Linked DNA regions of Oncorhynchus mykiss: region 1 is linked to region 2. A link is a contact called in public Hi-C data. All regions are on one chromosome and are shown on one strand. The core of a region is the stretch at or near the end of the contact, and the rest is flanking DNA. Distances in the headings are between cores, read along the strand shown. Region 1 holds the start of abca5 (ATP-binding cassette sub-family A member 5). Region 2 holds the start of lipe1 (hormone-sensitive lipase subtype 1).

Region 1 (6,952 bases), core at 1,815-4,314, 140 kb after region 2:
CTTCTATAAACAAATGAGGAGATGGAAGAGGCAGGACTTTCAGCGCAATCTGCGTCAGAAATAGAAAGGAGTTCTATTTTAGCTCCTGGCATTGTAGACGCTCGTTGGTGCACGCGAGCAGTGAGGGTGCAATAATTGAATAACATGGATTTCTAAATGTATTTTGTGACGCTCGCGCACGCGATGTGTCCGGTTTGGTCAGCAAGTAAGGCTTAAGAGGGTGTGAACGATGCTGAATGGGTGTAGACAAGGAAGAGTTCTCCAGTAGGTGTACCAAAACATTCATGGGCCATTTTCTCAAATGTGGTGTTAAAAAATTATATCAACTTTTAAAGCAGAATTACTTTCCCATTGAGAAACAATCTACTTTTATCCTACGTAAAAACACAATTTCAAATGCTGCTACATAAGACCGAATCGAGTCGATGGCCACATTTTAGAGCACACTAAGGAGTAGCTATAATGGAATGACACCAACATGCTGTCTGTATCATGTAACGTTATCAGTGGAGGCACCTCAGAGGAAGGGGAGGACCATCCTCATTTTGCAAAGGTCTACATTAGCCTCCACAGCATCTGTAGGGTAGCACCATGGTATAGCTGGAAGAAAGCTATCTTCCGTCTTCCTCTGGGTACATTGACTTCACTACAAAACCTAGGAGGCTCATGGTTCTCACCCCCTTCCATAGACTTACACAGTAATTATGACAACTTCCGGAGGACATCCTCCAACCTATCAGAGCTCTTGCAGCATGGACTGACACGTTGTCCACCCAATCAAAGAATCAGATCAGTCAGTAGCTCAATCAGTAGTTGACTCAGAGGGCGGCAGGGTAGCCTAGTGGTTAGAGCATAACCGAAAGGTTGCAAGTTCAAATCCCCGAGCTGACAAGGTACAAAATCTGTCGTTCTGCCCCTGAACAGGCAGTTAACCCACTGTTCCTAGGCCGTCATTGAAAATAAGAATTTGTTCTTAACTGACTTGCCTAGTAAAATAAAGGTAAAAAAATATATATATAAAAAAAAAAGAGACAATAGTTGAACAGTTAAATTAATTTGTGAAGGAGAAGAGCAATTTTTTTCACTTTCAGTTTCACAGCTAGTTTAGCCTGCTCAAACAGAGGGATGCTATGTTAGCTAGCTGGCTATGACTATCCAACACAACACTGAAACTCTTTCAAGTCAAGGTAAGCTTTTGGTTTGACCAATTTATTGCCACCAGGGCCCACCGGTGTAACTGCTTACTGACTGTACACTAATGTAACTGCATGATTGTAGAGGGTTTACTAACTTGTTAGTTCTGTTAGCTATGCTGACTATGACGTTACTTTAGCAAATATTGTGAGAACAATGGAGGCTGTGTGCAGCGGTTTGGCTTGGAAAGGTTTTTTCGCCTGGTCACATACAGCTGATGTGTTGTGCATCCACCAGTGAAGAGGTGAGAGGAGGAGAGTGCATAGATAAAAAGAATAGAACATGGCTGCTATGAAAGTGAACAGTGTTTACACGTGATCACTGCTTGCGATTACTGCTGCTCTTTAATTACTTGATACTTTTCTTTCTTATTATTTTAAACTGCATTGTTGGTTAGGGGCTCGTTAGTAAACATTTCACTGTAAGGTCTACAGACCTGTTGTATTCGGCACTGATTCTGATTCTATTGAAAAATGTTTCTTAAACGGATGCAAACGGAACAAAACAGGGATAAAAAAAAAATTGCCTGAATTTGTCCAATCGTTTGCAACTGTTGGACTAATGATTACACCCTATATCAGCTTGATGCAGGCAAGAGTGTGCAAGGTGGTACTGAATGTCACCATCAGTCCATATGTCAAGGGCTGTCACTTCAAATTTGTCTCTAGACCTGTGCGCCTACGTTGTAAATTTTAATTCATAGGCTAGGTTGTAGCAACCTCATGATAGGTATAGGGAAAATGTTAGTATCATGTAGTAGTCTAAACCTATCGCTGTTACATTGAACAGGGTGAATGGAATATGGATGACAGTCATCCAATATGCTTTAATAAAAATAAGGTCATGCTCATGAAAAAACATCGTCTTCCCTCATCTTAAATGGCACTGACCGCAACTGAGCGTTATTGTTCACCGATTATAGGGTCTTACAGGAGGCATATAGGTCTAAAAATGAACACTTTAATAATGATTTTCTCAAAAATGGTTTGTGATACAAATGTAAAAAGCATGAACAATGAAGTTTTTGAGAATTGCCAGAACAATGACATACCAAAAATATTTTCCGCTCCCGCTGGTGTGGAATCGGCATATTATTCTACAACGTTCGTATAACACAGAGTTCAATGATTTATACAACATGCAACATGAGGAAAAACGCCAACCGAGCTGTGGCCATGGATCAATAAATAACCCTGTTGTACACGTTAGCTAGCTAGCTACAGTTGCTAGCTACCTAGCTAACTAACGTTACCGACTAACTACAGTTTATGTTAGATAGCGAAGATAAGTTAGCAATACCAGACAAGTGGAATGTTAGATATAAGACGAAATATTATGTAGTGGATAGACACAAATATCGCAATTTAAAATAAATTCAGGTCGGTTTTTATGTAGCTAACGTTTAACGCGTATCGTAGTGAGCTAACTGAGCGCACAAGGAGTGATGCTAGAAAGGAAAGAATGCTAACACAAAAATAGCTCTGCAATTAAATAAAATATAAACGTTTTAGCTACTCACGTATGAAATACATTAAGACATGTCTTTTTGTCTAATTTGTTCCTTTGTGGCCCTTGTGCTCTAGGTTTAGGTCCGTTTTATGTAAACAAACCAAAATCGCCGTTCCTGGTCGTTACTAGTTACAACAGTCACAAAGTCATACACCCCGCCTATTTCTACAATCTATCTTCTTAAAATGATATTTTAAACCTAACACTAACCTTAAGCCTAACCATAACCACACTGCTAACCTTATGCATAACCCTAAATTAAGACCAAAAAGCAAATTTTTGTTTTCATGATTTTTTACGATATTGTCAAAATTGACTTTATGGCTATGGTAACTACTAGAAATGGTGTTTTCTGTCGTACTTCGTCTCTGCCATCGAATGCGGGACCACAGAGTGTGACGTTGACCAATCAAGAGTCATTGAAGCTGTATTGTGCTCTGGGCGGCTGGTAAATTCATAGCGCAGTCAGCTTGTCCGTTCGTAAATGTATTGCATAGACTGAGATAAAAACTCGGTGCCAACCAAGACCGACAGTGGGGATAGGGTAGCAATTTCAGCAACACTATGGCTCTATAGTTACTCATCAAGAAGTTTCTTTATGTAGACAAAAATACTGAACGCACATTGGGTAAACCTACAATAAAAATATTGCATGTTGAGTCCGTGCACAATAATATGGTCCAGTAGGGAATTTAATGTAGCTTTATGTGGTTTTGGTGGAATTTCAGTAAATGATCAAATACCGTTTCCATATACACGGGCGAAGGGAATGCTGGGTAATATTGTACCCACTACTTTCTGATTGTTTCGCTGAGAGAATATGCTTCATTCCGCTGTTAAACTACAGCAATGATGTCTGGAATGACACGTTTGAAATTACAAGTCAAAAAGCTGCTAACCAAATATAACATTTTCTTTCACTTAACCGGATAGTCTAAATTTCGGCAAAACAGCATTTACGCATGCGCAGACAACAGTTCCAGTTCAGGGTCGTCGTTAGTTACCACAAACAGAACGTTATAAACCCCGCCGATTTCTACAATTTCTCTTCTTAAAATGTAATTTTAAACCTAACAATAACCTTAAACACACTACTAAGCATAACCCTAACCTTAAATTAATACCAAAACCACATTTTTATTTTCATGAACAGAAGAAATTAGAAGAAAAACGAAGAAATGGAGTTGCTTATTCAAGAAAGATCAAGTGTAATATATTAACAAAATAAAGCAAATTGGATGGAATATTGGGAAAAATGCACCAAATTATTTTTTAATCTTCAACATAGAAATCCTACCAAAAATAATATACAGAAACTTGTTAAAAATGACGGTGTCATCCATGATTCACCAAACAATATTTTGAGAGGAAGCAAAGTACTTTAAGCATATGTTTCATTTCAGTCTAGTCCATCTCTACTAACTGAAGTTAATTGTGAGGATTTTTTTTCTATTAGTAGTGTAAAATTAACAGAGGTAAAGAAAGAGTCGTGTGAAGGCCTGAATACAGAGGGTGAATTTCTAGATGTACAGTGCCTTGCGAAAGTATTTGAACTTTGCGACCTTTTGCCACATTTCAGGCTTCAAACATAAAGATATAAAACTGTATTTTTTTGTGAAGAATCAACAACAAGTGGGACACAATCATGAAGTGGAACGACATTTATTGGATATTTCAAACTTTTTTAACAAATCAAAAACTGAAAAATTGGGCGTGCAAAATTATTCAGCCCCTTTACTTTCAGTGCAGCAAACTCTCTCCAGAAGTTCAGTGAGGATCTCTGAATGATCCAATGTTGACCTAAATGACTAATGATGATAAATACAATCCACCTGTGTGTAATCAAGTCTCCGTATAAATGCACCTGCACTGTGATAGTCTCAGAGGTCCGTTAAAAGCGCAGAGAGCATCATGAAGAACAAGGAACACACCAGGCAGGTCCGAGATACTGTTGTGAAGAAGTTTAAAGCCGGATTTGGATACAAAAACATTTCCCAAGCTTTAAACATCCCAAGGAGCACTGTGCAAGCGATAATATTGAAATGGAAGGAGTATCAGACCACTGTAAATCTACCAAGACCTGGCCGTCCCTCTAAACTTTCAGCTCATACAAGGAGAAGACTGATCAGAGATGCAGCCAAGAGGCCCATGATCACTCTGGATGAACTGCAGAGATCTACAGCTGAGGTGGGAGACTCTGTCCATAGGACAACAATCAGTTGTATATTGCACAAATCTGGCCTTTATGGAAGAGTGGCAAGAAGAAAGCCATTTCTTAAAGATATCCGTAAAAAGTGTTGTTTAAAGTTTGCCACAAGCCACCTGGGAGACACACCAAACATGTGGAAGAAGGTGCTCTGGTCAGATGAAACCAAAATGGAATTTTTTGGCAACAATGCAAAACGTTATGTTTGGCGTAAAAGCAACACAGCTCATCACCCTGAACACACCATCCCCACTGTCAAACATGGTGGTGGCAGCATCATGGTTTGGGCCTGCTTTTCTTCAGCAGGGACAGGGAAGATGGTTAAAATTGATGGGAAGATGGATGGAGCCAAATACAGGACCATTCTGGAAGAAAACCTGATGGAGTCTGCAAAAGAACTGAGACTGGGACGGAGATTTGTCTTCCAACAAGACAATGATCCAAAACATAAAGCAAAATCTACAATGGAATGGTTCAAAAATAAACATATCCAGGTGTTAGAATGGCCAAGTCAAAGTCCAGACCTGAATCCAATCGAGAATCTGTGGAAAGAACTGAAAACTGCTGTTCACAAATGCTCTCCATCCAACCTCACTGAGCTCGAGCTGTTTTGCAAGGAGGAATGAGAAAAAATTTCAGTCTCTCGATGTGCAAAACTGATAGAGACATACCCCAAGCGACTTACAGCTGTAATCGCAGCAAAAGGTGGCGCTACAAAGTATTAACTTAAGGGGGCTGAATAATTTTGCACGCCCAATTTTTCAGTTTTTGATTCGTTAAAATAGTTTGAAATATCCAATAAATGTCGTTCCACTTCATGATTGTCCCACTTGTTGTTGATTCTTCACAAAAAAATACAGTTTTATATCTTTATGTTTGAAGCCTGAAATGTGGCAAAAGGTTTTTAGATGTACTCAAATGTCCATTATTAACATGTTTTAACCACTCCTATAAAAATGGAGAACCCTTACACTTCAGTGTTGTGATGCCAACATTTTAGCAAAATGTATAGCACTTAGAATTAAAAAGGTGTTGTCAAATATTATTCATCCTAATCAGATTTTTTACATAGGAGATACATTGGAGATAATATAAGACTCTAACTGAAAACAATAGAACCAGGCCTTTGATAAAGAACAACTATAATGTATACATAAATGCATGGACTATTTTAATTTAGGAGAATCTCTTATGCAATGGGTTAAAGTTACAGAATGTATAGTAACCCCAGGTGTAAAATAGTAAATCATGTCTACATCTCAGAAAGTATTCAACTGTAAAAGAGTAGTAAAACAAGTTTGTCCATGGAAATGTTAGCTAGTAAAATCAGATCCAACAATAAATCTGCAATATTGATATCTGCATTGAGAGCATCCTGACCGGTTGTGTCACCACCTGGTATGGCAACTGCTCGGCATCTGACCGTAAGGCGCTACAGAGGGTAGTGTGTACGGCCCAGTACATCACTGGGGCTAAGCTTCCTGCCATCCAAGACCTATATAATAGGCGGTGTCAGAGGAAAGCCCATAAAATTGTCAGAGACTCCGGTCACCCAAGTTATAGACTGTTTCCTCTGCTACCACACGGCAAGTGATACCAGAGTGGCAAGTCTAGGACCAAGAGGCTCCTCAACCGCTTCTACCCCCAAGCCATTAGACTGCTGAACAATTCAGAAAAATTGCACTGCACAATTTACATTGGCACCCCCTCCCTTTTGTACACTGCTGCTACTCGCTGTTTGTTTGTTACCTACGCATAGTCTTCAACTAGCCTGTACCCCTGCACATGGACTCGGTACCGGTGCTCCCTGTATATAGCCTCGTTATTCTTATTGTGTTACTTTTTATTACTTTTTTATTTTAGCCTACTTGGTAAATATTTTCTTCTTCTTGAACTGTACTGTTGGTTAAGGGCTTGTAAGTAAGCATTTCACGGTAAAGTCTACACTTGTTGTATTCAGCGCATGTGGCAATAAAGTTTGATTTGACTAAAGGCTTCAGTCATACAAGTTATACTTGAATCCGAACTGGTTCTGCAACAGAT
Region 2 (6,629 bases), core at 2,447-4,946:
CTTATGTTGTTGGGTTATATAACGGACGAGTAGCCAGCTGTTGAAGCTTATAGGCTCTACTGATGCAGAAAACTGTTTCTGGGTGGAAAGGTAACTTTTGAAAGTGCCATGCTTAGATTCTATAGGATGTCTAAGATGTAATCATTTTTGTCTCACCTAGGGCGGCAGAACCTCTAGGGTATTGGTGATTTTATCAATGTAATCCGATTGAAAATATTAGACTATGTTATTGACATTGTCCTGACTATATGGCCTAAAAACCAGCTGTGCTAAAATTTGTAGCATATTATGGTCTCGCCTACGGCGGCAGAACATCCAGGACCAGCCCTGCTCCCTCCTATTTTCCCCTCTGTGGCAAGAGAATGAGAGGCAATCACAGAGTGATAATTCTACCCTACCTTGACCAGTGTGCGATACCCATTCCCAGGGGTATCAGAGTCAAAGTCATAGTGGTGGTAGACTGCAGTGATGCCAGAAACCACAGGTTCCAGGGCACGACCATGGTCCTGAATCTTTCTCATGCATGTCACCAAGCGCCTGGACACGTCGCCATATGGCAAGTCAGGAGGCCCAGACAGAGCAGTGATGTTTTCCTTACACACCGCCTCCAAGGATGTGAACACAGCTATCCAATCCATACCTGAGACACTAGAGCGCACACATACAGAAATATAAACCAAACCTAGACCAAAAACATTATTTTATTTCTGAATAATCACACTATATCTGAGCTTTGAAAGTTTAAATAAGGAGATATAAAAATCATTACATCGGACTAACCTCTAAAATTACTGGTTTGGTTGTGTGTGCCAAAGGTCAAAGATTAAAAGATGCAACTAGCACAGGACTCCTCTTACAAACTGACTTAGCAAAAACATTTTTAAAAAAGGCTGTTGACAACATTTATCAAAATGTACACTAAATATTGTCCTAAAGCCTTAATTTATAGGCCTAGTCAATAGAAGACTAGGCTACTAAGAATCAACAAATCAAACCAACCTTGTTCCGGTATATATGACTGACAAGTTTATATGCTTGTACGCCAGATATGTAATAACCATGTTTCCATTACAGGTTAACGTTAGCTTATACAAAACGTTGAAATTGATTATTCAACTAACCTGCTCTTGCGACAACGTCTTCGTTCTTGATTCGGGGAAAGGGTGCCTTATAAAATGTCAGTATCCAGTTGCAGGGGGTTCTACAAAAAAACAGAAAATATTTTTTTTATTAAATTCATGTTTTGTACGTCACGAGGAGGTTCCTAGCCATTTTAGGGTGTGTTCGTAAATTCAATCTGGATTGCCAGAGGTGCGCTCTGGGGTCGCTCTAATCGGGGAGAAGGGTTTATACGAGCGTTCTGACCTCACAACGGCAGTCAAGCATCCACGGTAACGTTGGCTAGCTACTTCCAGACATACTAGCAGAGCTGGTTAGGCTGTTCATGTTATCCAGAGCGCTGGTGACTGTCACTATGCTGCTGTCAACAATTTAAATTACGCGTTTTTGCCGAAACTTTTTTTTTTTTTTGCCATATTCAACGGGTGTTGAGCGTTCGTAAATTCGTCAGTTATTCTTCGCTCTGGCACACTCAGATGAGTGTCTTCTGAAATCGGTGTAGATGGCCAGAGTAAATTTACGAACGCACCCTTGCTGCCCCGCATCTAGCATTTTCCAGCATCTTTGCAGGAACTAGTCGTTTCTATGCGACGCGGCCACGTGTAGACGTAGTTGACGCGCGTCACACAGTGCGACCAAAACAAAGATTGACACACATGCAAAATGTATTTGTCACTCGATACAAAACATGGATTTAAAATTTTAAAAAGTGTCACAAGCATGAAGATAGTGCTAGAGGGGGAGGGGGGCCAATGGGGTGTTCATGCAGGAACCCCGGAATTGCAGTTGAACACTAGTGCATCAGACAGGGTTCTGGAGAACGGAACAGCCATCATCGGTGCATCCTTTGACCCGCGAGTCCTGTCGTACTGATCCTAGCCCAAGTTACTAATGCATAGCGAACGTTCTCTCTTTGTGGTGTTTTGGGAAACGTATGTTAGCCGTCATATTCGGCCGTTGTAGGAAGTATGCATCGTTAAAACACTACACGACTTACGGACGTGCTCCCAAATATTTCCGTCCATCCTCAACCCCAGGACGTGGGTGCTCACATATTACGATGATTCCCTAGTTGATCATACCCTGCGTTTCTCGGTTGTCGTAGGAAAAAAAATCCGACACACAAACAGTGAGCTGCTTTATTAGTGTGCACTTTCGGTGTAGAAATATTTGTTTTAAAGAGACGGAGGCCCAGAATATAGACGCAATATGCAATAATAATAATTGTATTACCTTTTGTTTTTTTGTCATGGTAGGGAAGCAGATGTAATATTGGTACAGTTCGTTTTGCACTTGAAACGGTCTAAAACAACAAATCCACTAAACCGGGGCACCGGGCCATGTAAAACGAACTCGCCCATTGAAAAGGCATTGGGTTCTCTCCACAGTTCCACCAATCTGTATTCTATCACCGCAGTCCGCAAGGTGCGTGTTGTTAATTTCCTCTTCGCCATACAACAATATGCACGACCAACATTTACTGACATCTGACAGGTGTATGGAGAACAGAACAGCCATTGTCGGTGCGTCCTTCACCCGCTCAAACTACCAGATTCCCAGAGTACTGATCCTAGTGACTCCTTTAGCACTGCATATCAGTGCTAAAGGAGTCACTACAGACCCTGGTTCGATTCCAGGCTCTATCCCAACCGGTCGTGATTGGGAGTCCCATTGTGCGCACAATTGGCCCAGCGTCGTCCGGTGTAGGCAATGATTGTAAATTAGCATTTGTTCTTAACTTGCCTAGTTAAATAAAGATACAAAATGTAAAAAACAAGTCACCTTTCATCTAATTACTCAAGACTCCCCAGCGCTCAGAACCTAACCAGCTGCTTGATGACGTCACCACACATCGACAAATAAACAACTCCACTCTAAACTGACCAAATCCACTCTTCCCAATATATAAACTCTAAACTGGGACACTGGTAGCCGCGATATCATCTTTCCCGATGGTAACCACATGTAAATCCATATAGTTAAAAAAAATTGCACTTTCAAACACGACATAGAACTTTGGAAAAAAGTATAACCTACCCAAGCTTCAGCCCTGCCCAGTTGAAACAAAAAGGGAATCAGCTGGTGCTTGACTGATGGGACTTTAAAATCCCCCCAAAATGAATTAACCCCAGAACACTTCTATTGAAGATTATCCGGGAGAATAAAAACAAGGAGCAATCGGTTGCGGCGTAAATCTGATCGATTGATTGAAGGAAGAAACACATTTCAGAGGCTCTGATTAAGGCGATTCGTACCGAAACGTAAGCTAATATTGTTTGTCCCGTCAATACATGTCAGATTTACGCAAACAGTGTTATTACATTTTTTTATCTCCAGGATAGTCATCAGTTGAAGTGTCCTAGTGTATATAGTTTTTTTCTACGACATTGAATTTGGCCGCCCAAGACTGGCAAAAAATTGTGACGGACGAACGACAATTAAACAAGTGACTTCAAACGAACACTTGCAATAAACGTGCGACCTATGTTTACGAGAAAAGTTAGTGTACAGTATGATCAAATATGGAAAGCCTTGCATTGTACAGCCTACAAACTTACCAACACGCATCCTCTATTCTTCAGCTGACAGTTTCTGTTTCGCCCCACCGATTGGGGGTGCGTTCAATTCGTTTAAAAAAAATATTTGGCTTCATTGTTTCTTCTTCTATGGTATAATGGCCGTCCGCACACACGTTTAAGGTGCATGCATGCCGCCAACTACTGTGCTGGAGTGTGCGATTGATCATGGTTTGTATAATTCTATACTACAAAAACCCATATTAACTTCTGACAAACCCTCCCGTCCCCAAAACACATCAAACCTTTTCAAACTTTTGCTCTGTAATGTTGAGACAATCCATCCTTAGGATTACTCATCATTTAAAAAATCATGTGGCCAGTAACATATTTATTTAACCAGGTAAGTTGACTGAGAACACATTATTTACAGCAACGACCTGGGGAATAGTTACAGGAGAGAGGAGGAATTAGCCAATTGTAAACTGGGGATGATTAGGTGGCCATGATGGTATGAAGGACAGATTGGGAAATTTGGCCAGGACACCAGGGTTAACACCCTACTCTTACAATAAGTGCCATGGGATCTTTAGTGACCAGAGAGTCAGGACATCCGCTTAACATCCCATCCTAAAGACGGCACCCTACACAAGGCAATGTCCCCAATCTCTGCACTGGGGCATTGGGATATTTGTTTTAGACCAGAGGAAAGGGTGCCTCCTACTGGCCCTACAACACCACTTCCAGCAGCATCTGGTCTCCCATCCAGGGACTGACCAGGACCAACCATCTTCAGAAGCAAGCCAGCAGTAGGGTGCAGGGTGGTATGCTGCTAGCTTGCTGCTACATTCTGTTAACATCTGTTGCCACTAATAACTCTGTTGCCATATCCACAATAATCTTCAACATGGCATTTCTTCTTTTCACAATCCGAGTCATGTTCATAACCTTTCCAATGAAAGCTATGAAATCTATTTTATTTACTATCAAAGGGTCCTTTGACCAGACCCGGCGCCAGAATAAAGTGGCTAAGGGTGCGCCAGAATAAAGTGGCTAAGGGTGCGGCAGGATAAAGCGAGGGGAGAGTTGAAATCGGCAAAGGGGCACAATTGAGGGGTTCTTGCATTGGGATTATATTGAATTCGGCTTATATCAAGTTATATCACAATAAACAAAGTTAAAATGCAGAGACTGAGATCATTGAGTGCTTTTGAAGTGACAGTCAGGTTGGTGCGAAATATGTAGCCTATCACCGCTGCGCTGTATCAGTACAATAGACAGCAACCTACACCAAAATGCTATTCAGTATTTTTGTTTCCATACATGAATAACTAGGCTACTACTTACAGCATTTAGTTTGCATTATTTTGGCAAGACAGCTGTGTGTAAGGCTGAATTCACATAGGTGAATTACCCTACTGCAAACAGCCTATCTACTATATCTTGTAGCCTATATTCATTACTAAAACGGCCTTGCTCTACCAAATGAATGAATGAGAACAAAACAGCGGTACCAAGTACAGTAGTAGGCCGAGTAAACTAAATATCAGATCAACAATCTATATCTAGGCTAGTTACATTAACAGTCAACAAACACATTAAACAAAAGGTGAATGGAGATCCAAATAGCCTAAAGCCTACTACAGTGCAATGCAGCCATGCACAGCTGTCTTGCCAAATAAATAGTCCTATAACAAGTTGTGATATGGCGCAATATACTTCTGTGAATCAAATTTGACCCACGTAATCAATTAAGCAATGCCAACCTACCTTAAACACATTTCCAATATGTACGGTTCCATTTACAACCACGAAAACCAATAGGCTACCAAGAAAACCATAATGGAATGTATCGATTTCTATGATGAAACTTACTGATATGTACTGTAGCTACTATACCCAGGGGCATCATTTGGGTTCTTGCATTGGAATCATATTGAATTCTGCTTATATCACGCTGTACCACAAACATAAAAGTGAACGTGCTTTTGACAGCGCCCTATACACTAAAGCAAGATTCTTTATGAAAAACAACCAGCTAGATTGTTTCTTACCCTTCAGTTGAAGCCTCCTTGATGCTCTGTGGAACTTCCTGAGGAATCGATCATTCCATTCTCCCCAAAAATCTTCTTGTAAGAACCCCCCCAGTTGGATTAGTTGAGCTATCCTCGGGTGTAGTATGCTTCTTCTGTGCTGACTGAACACGTGTGTCAAAGTACTTTTCGCATGTAGCTTCCTCAGTGACAATCTCACCAATGAGCCCTATGATTTCATTTTGAATATCGCGTGACATGTATGTGGCACTGTGGGGTATGGTGCTAAACCCCTTGGCAAGTTCCTTGTCTTTTCGGAAAGTGTATTCCGTCATACAGGAAAAGTCCACTGCCCCCCTCCCCCACCGACTCTCATGTCCAATGTCCACTTCAGTGGTTGCTGGTTTGAAACAAGTAACTCAATAATGTCCACAATCGCCGACAAATACATGTGATTTCTTGCCAGCTACCCATCATTAAAAAGTGTTTCGACATGGGATACAAAATGCAGCATTTTCAGTAACCGAGTACTCCAGCCACTCTCTTCCTCTGAACCAATTGCTATTAAATGAACGTTTTTGGACAGGAAACCTGGGACTAGGGTAGGATTCTAGAGGCTGGCTCCTATTTTCCAAGATCATAAGGAACAGCCATAGGTGGAGGGGGCTGTGCAGCCATTATTCTGGCAGCACTTGTGGAAGAGGGTGACCGCTCTGCACGCGGAGCTAGCTAGAGCTCAGCAGCATCATTGCTGCTGGGCTTTGTGACAGCCTCAGTGGTTTGATGCTGTTGCTACTCAATGCTCTTCTTTGGCTTTGTTTGGGTACTGTGGCAAGGCCAATTTCTGATATCCATCATGGCAGTGGCAGATTAGCTGGTTCCTGCTAGCTAAATAGGCTAAGGCTAATAACACTAACGCTTTTTACTGCTAGCTAAGAAGCTAGCTCTGTAGTGGTGTGAG

Evidence for each region. A called contact is a pair of places that touch in the nucleus more often than the background predicts.
Region 1: a contact with region 2 is called in a Hi-C map of liver, with 2.6 times the contacts expected there. The contact joins the promoter of abca5 here to the promoter of lipe1 in region 2. A contact is called at or near these places in 2 of 3 Hi-C or Micro-C datasets (blood and liver).

Annotation. Positions count from the first base shown.
Region 1 is chr23:41,177,303-41,184,254 of USDA_OmykA_1.1, forward strand. abca5 (ATP-binding cassette sub-family A member 5) reads right to left here and starts at 3,065. Exons shown (of 37, transcript XM_021581043.2): 1 at 2,714-3,065. The coding sequence starts at 2,726.
Region 2 is chr23:41,040,388-41,047,016 of USDA_OmykA_1.1, forward strand. lipe1 (hormone-sensitive lipase subtype 1) reads right to left here and starts at 3,697. Exons shown (of 12, transcript NM_001197209.1): 1 at 3,678-3,697; 2 at 1,122-1,201; 3 at 399-640. The coding sequence starts at 638.